Linked DNA regions of Zea mays: region 2 is linked to region 1. Evidence: chromatin contacts called from public Hi-C data. All regions are on one chromosome and are shown on one strand. Each heading gives the region's core, a stretch centred on a gene start, on an enhancer-like site or on the middle of the called end of the contact. The rest is flanking DNA. Distances are from core to core; before and after follow the strand shown. Region 1 holds the start of LOC100384671. Region 2 holds the start of LOC100501378 (U-box domain-containing protein 4).

Region 1 (3,101 bases), core at 215-2,714:
AGCATATAAAATCTTCAGTTTCAGATATTGCAGTCTGAAATTCAGATTCTGACATTCCCACTTTGGACCAGTTTCCACCTAGTTCCATATGAATTTAGGGTTACGTAGCTTAAACAAATTTACACATCTAGTGTAGCTCTACAGCTTTGCTACTGTGACCATCTTCAAATTGCCTATATATCAAAAGTTATGAAGATTCAAAGACAACTACTTGATATTGTTTCCAGCCATCCAACCTTAGGTCCAAAAAGTTAATTTTTGAGTTTTCTCCACTTCTTCCTATAAAACATGGAAATCTCTATACCTGAAAGTTGTTTGGGTTGGAGAACTCTATAAATTTGGTAATTTGACCTTTTGGCAAATTATTGCCAAATCACAAGTTCCACTTTTGGAGCTCTAAACTGAGATTTTCAAAACCAGGTCCTTCACTCTTCATTAATCACAACATCATACTTAGATTATTTTGGATCCTAGTGAATGCATTCTAAGTGTATCAAGCAAGTTAATGCAAATGCTGATGATGACATGTCAGAGTTTTAGTAATCGTAACACCAGGGGTGTTACAACCGCCGCCTCACGCCAGGTCGCGGACCGTCCGGCCCTGTGCCGCTGACCGTCCGCGCCTGACCAGAGAGCACCGCCGCCGGTTCTTTTGAAGTGATTGGCGCCTCCAAAAAGGCGTCAACACACAGATAGTTGCTCTACAGCGAGACGTCGCTCGAGACCATGCTGAGGCCGAGATTATGGAGTTGAATTAAGTTTAGTGTTTCCATTTTAGGATGGATGCTTTTGGCGAAGATAGGAGGAAAGCTAAAATGCTTAATTTTTTCCATTGCTTATGGAAAGACAGTTGTGGGGCTATCTAAGGATTGGAAGGTATGATAACCTTATTGCTGCCCAAGTACCAACCTAGATCTGCATTTTAAACTAGGATTCTTGGGTCAGCAATCTAATCAAAGTATGACGGAATTGATCATTTTCTTTTTAGAGTTGACTTTAGTGATTCTTTTTATCACCACTGTCCAAGCAAGACGACAGTAGTTGCGTTGGGTCCTATGGCAATTTTCATAACTTTGTCTGAGTCCTACTGCGGCTAAGGAACGAGGATGCTTTTGCTCCTTAATTTCTTTCCTTTCCTTCTTTTTTTTTTGACAATTTGTGAGATGCATGGCATATTATTTCTATTTAACATCATTCGAATAACATTGGTTTCAATGTTTGCACGTCAGGTGCATGATATGAAGTGATATTGGAAGGACGGGGCCTTCAGAATCTGCTGAGGCGGCCAAGGCTATGTCCAAACCTTTCTACGGAACCAACATTTTGAAAGAAAGAAAGAAAAGGTATAACGCTAGAAAAGTTCAACGGAACCGCGTTTCTTTCCCTCCAACGCGGCCCACCACCCCACCTACTAGAAAGAAACAAAAAGCCAAATCCAAGCAAAGCCCAAGGCAGCGGCGGCAGCAGCAGCACCCACCCACTCTCCCCTCCTCGATTCCCGATTCCTCCTCGCTCTCGCGTGCCATCGCCGTTCACCGCGCGCTCATGTCGTCTTCTCCCTCCGGATGCCAATGTCTTGCCATGACCATGCGGCCGGCCACCGCCGTCTTTTCCAGCTAAGAACCACCACCACCACCACGAGGCTTTTTCTTTCCCTCCTCGTCGCCGTCCTCCTGGTCGCCGACGTCTGCTCGGCGGCGCGGCAGTTCTCCACGGTCGCCATCTCGCACGCGCCCAACGCCACGCTCGTCTGCGCCCTCGTCACCGCCGCCGCCGATGACGACGCGGGGTCGCCGGGCTCCAAGCAGCTGCGCTGCACGTCGCTCCCCGACGGCGAGCAGTTCGTGTACCCCTCCGCCGACATCCCCTACAACGCGATCGCGGCCGGGACCGACTTCCTCTGCGGCCTCATGGCGCCGCTCGGCGGCCACGCCGCCATGCGCTGGTGGTCCTTCACCGAGGAGTTCGCCGCCAACCGATCCCGCCCCGTGGGGCGCCGCCTCTACTGGGGCCCGTCGCTGCGCTCGCTCAGCGCCGGCGGATCCCACGTCTGCGGCCTCTCCGACGACCACGACCCCACCTGCTGGGAGTGGCCGCACCTGGACCTGCCCAAAGGCCTCGACTTCTCCCGCATCGCGCTGGGCCACGACTTCCTCTGCGGCATCGACAAGCTCGACAACACCAGCATGAGCTGCTACGGCGCCATGGCGGCGCCGTCGCTCGCGCCCGACCCCGCGCCCTTGAGGACCGTCGCCGCCGGCCACCGCCACGCGTGCGCCGTCGACGCGGAGGGCGGCTTCGCCTGCTGGGGCGACGGCGACGGCGACGTCCCCGAGGTGCCGGCACACGAGCTGCCGGACGACATGTTGGCCATGGCGCTCGGCAACGGCACGACCTGCATCCTCTCCGGCAGCGGCAGGGTCCGGTGCTGGGGCGCCGTCCAGGTGCCGGACCAGTACAGGACCGCGGATTTCCTGGCCATCGAGGCCGACGGCGACGCGGTGTGCGGCATCCTCAACAGCAACTACTCCGTCGCGTGCTGGGGGAGGAGCGACCGCTTCGGCGCCGGCGGTAGCCTAGTCTACAACAGCACCATGCCCGGCGCGTGCGCGCGCAAGAAGAGCTGCCCCTGCGACATCATCTCGGGCTCCGGCGCGCTCTGCGGCACCGGCGGCGCCGAGGGCGGCGAGGAGCTCGCCGTCTGCCGGGCCTGCGCGACGCCGCTGAACGCGTCCAGGATCCTCATTGCCAACGGCAGGGCGGGACCGGCAGCCGGAGGCGACGCCGGGAAGAAGAAGGCCAAGACCCTGGCCGTCGCGGTCGGCGTCGGCGCCGCGGTACTCGCGGCGGCTGCGGTGGCGCTCTACCTCGTGGCTTACAGGAAGCCGGACAAGAAGAAGAAGACGCTGACGCTGCGTCTAGGGGAGCGGTCGTCGCGGCGCCCGTGCCGCGACGTGGAGGCCGCCATGGTCATGCCGGCGCCACAGGTCTCGCCGCTGCGGTCGGCGCGGCCGCTCGGGTGCGAGGAGTTCACGCTCCGGGACCTGTCGCGCGTCACCGACGGCTTCTCGAACGAGAAGAAGATCGGGTGCGGCAGCTTC
Region 2 (3,101 bases), core at 390-2,889, 290 kb after region 1:
TGGAAGAGCCAAGTAATGTTTCAGAATGTTCACATGAGGGCTGTATTGTAACTATATATAGGGTTCGACTTCGATCCAAGGGTTTAGAAGACTGGATTATAGCTTGTTTAGACCCAAATAGTTATTGCACTATCCAACGACAACTAAAAAGAAATGAAGAGAGTATAACTTGAAGCTCGGATGAGAGGCATAATCTCTGGCTCATAAAGAATACACTCTACATAGATGGCATAAGGCAAACATATCGGTGGGTGGCAAGAAAACATAGGATATTACACACACTACGATCTGGCTCTCAGCCATTTCCATGTAAGCAGACCTTTGTGAATGCAACAAGGCCGGCTTGGGCACAAGGAGGAAGAGGAACGAAGAGAGTGGGGGCAGCATCGGAGTTTGTACAGGCGGTGCCCCGCGCGTGAGTGCTTTTGTGCGGCTCCACTTGACCGCTGCTGGACCGGCCTCGGGGCAAGCAGGTGCAGCCGATCCTCATGCTCATGGTATTGGTGAGCGCGCGGGGGAGGCGTGGCCGTGGACGGCGAGCGTCGACCGCCGGCGGACGCGAGGCTAGAGGGGGGGCGTGGCCGCGTGGCTGTGGACGGCGAGGCGAGCACGTGCCGCCGAGGCGGTGGATGCGTTTTGCCTAGGTGCGTGGGCGTCGTCATGTGACGGCGCCACCGCGTCCGCGACGGTGGAGTGGGGCCGGGCGCCGCCGCTTTTGCGGCGGCATTGTTTTGCGCCGCCTTCATCACGCGCGCGTCCAGCAATGCATCCGGTCGACGTGGAATGCAATGCATGCATCGTTGGCGGGCACATGCATGCATGGAAATATATATAGGATTCTTGCATTATCCATGCATTGGCTTGGCTGTCTCCCCTGCCTGCGAATCGTATCAGATGCCATGCCATGCATCATGCTCTGATGATGATGACTATAAACGTTGTCGGATGATTGAATGAATCAAGCAATCAGCTGCTGCTCCTGCTCTGCTCCCAAACGCAGTCGCAGTCGAAGTCGGCAGTCGCATGCCTGCCGCGTCGACGTAGTGTAGTCAGTCGTCGGTCAGGGCCACGAAGGACCATTCGCACGCAGCTGCAAACAGGAGACTACTCTGACCCTGCCCTCACCCAGACCGAGTCGTCGTCCACTCGTCCTCGTCTTCTTCTTCTTCTTCTTCTCGTTGCTTGCATTGGTGCGCGTGGCAGGCCGCCACAGTCACCCGTCGTCGTCTTCGTCTTCCCGGTACACGGAACGACCTTGACCCATCAGACAAAGCACCGTTCGCGTCTCATCTTGCAGAAGCAGGATACGCCAACAGCTAGTTGTTTCCTGTTGCATGCGATGCGATACGATGCGGCAGCACTCCAGGATCCAAGCTAGCTAGCTGCCCAACTCTGGCTTAATTGCTAGCTAGCTACCGGCCGTCAACTTCAGCCAGCAGACAGACGGCTGGGGTCGTCTGGTTGGTGTGGGCGTGGCGGGCCGGCGCAACTCCATCGAAGGCCGACTCGGCCTTATACTTGTTGGCCCAGCAAACAAACTATACTACTATTGCTTTGACGCACAGGTCAACGTTCCTAGTCGACGGAACGGAACAGTCGTCGGCGACGGCGAACAAGGCTCCACCCCGACCGGCGACCGCGTCATTGCTTGGGTTTGGTTTGGTTGGGTGGCTGCCACCCTGTCCCTCTCTCTCTTTCTCGCTTGTTTGCCTGGACCAATCCAGTGCAACGAAGCAGGCCAGGCCCACCAAACCCGTGCCGTGCCTGCCGAGCCCAACCACTCCACCACCCTCTGGCTCTCCTCGTCCTCGGCGACGAGTTCTCCCCCTTCTCTCTCCTCTTCTCGCCCTCGCCTTCGCGTAGTCGAGTCTCATCGTCAGCTCCTCGCCTGTCGCCTCCGCTGCGCGTCGCCGGACGAGAGGAGAGACAGACAGACAGACAGAGAGGGGAAAGGGATCCCTCCGACCAGGCCCACCGCCGTCCATCCGCCCCCGGATCTCCTCCGTCCCCACCGCCGTCGCCGACACACGACTCCAGGTCAGGTCAGGTGAGTCTCCACCCTCCCCTCCTCTCCCCGCTCCTCAAACCCCGCTCCCCCTCAATCCCGCCCGCCCGCTCGCTCGCTCGCTAGGGTTACTTCGCCGTCACCCGCGCGGATCATCGCTTCCCTCCGTCCCTCTCCCCCCATGCTTTTGCTTCCTCCCGCTCGCTCCTTCCGTCCACCCTACCGGTCCCCTAGAGGTCCGCGCCCCGGCCCAGAATCTCCCCCCAGCAAACCCCATTCCCGCGCCCTCCCTTCGCCTCAGCACGGGGCCGGAGCCCCGCCCAGCGCCGTTCCAGCCGCGGCCCAGCATTTGGCGCGCTCCCCCCGCGTCCAAATAGGTTGCTTTGCTTCCCGCCTGCCTCCATCACTGAGATGCCATGTTCTTAGCGAGGAAGGTAGGGACGTACGAGTACTTAGCTGCTCAAAACCTTCCTTCCCTACGCCTCGTATTCAAATCCTAGGTTAACTATGATGTTAGCATTTAAAACTATTAGCTTATTATCACGACCAATTCAGCTACTGCTTTGGCCCTTGCCGCCACTGCAGCAACACCGCTGCTGACCGTTGCTTCCTGCAATTGCAATACTGCATACGCCACATGTCCCCCCACCCCACTCCTTTCGGAGCCGTTATTACTCGCGCTAGCTGCCGTACTCATGACATCTGCTGCTCAATTCAATCGTTGTCGGTTACCTATGCCCCGGCTTCGTCCCGGCCTAGATTCTGTTGCATTCGCGCGTAACGGTACACAGTGTTGTCTCCAGCATACCGTGGAACCGTAATGGCCATTTCGACCTTTACGGCACGCTGATGAATCAGGAAAAGGAAAGCTAACTGGGATCACTAAAACATAAAGTTAGGACAAACATTCTCTGTTTATTCTTCATTCACACCCTTACCTTTCTATGTTCAGAGTCAGCACACACAGAGCCTACAATTTTTTTGTTGTCATTTTTATGCACATCACACACGCTATCAGTCAACATCTAGATTGGCGGATATGCATATTCTACATTATTGTGGATCAAAAAGGGATGTCACGATGCAGGTGGAAATG

What was found. A called contact is a pair of places that touch in the nucleus more often than the background predicts.
Region 2: a Hi-C map of leaf shows a contact between it and region 1, with 9 times the contacts expected there. The contact joins the promoter of LOC100501378 here to the promoter of LOC100384671 in region 1. A contact is called at or near these places in 5 of 25 Hi-C or Micro-C datasets (bundle sheath, ear, leaf and 2 more).

What each region holds. Positions count from the first base shown.
Region 1 is chr6:7,868,782-7,871,882 of Zm-B73-REFERENCE-NAM-5.0, forward strand. It overlaps LOC100384671, which reads left to right and starts at 1,465. Exons shown (of 1, transcript NM_001357546.1): 1 at 1,465-3,101. The coding sequence starts at 1,566.
Region 2 is chr6:8,161,181-8,164,281 of Zm-B73-REFERENCE-NAM-5.0, forward strand. LOC100501378 (U-box domain-containing protein 4) reads left to right here and starts at 1,640. Exons shown (of 5, transcript XM_008650141.4): 1 at 1,640-2,047.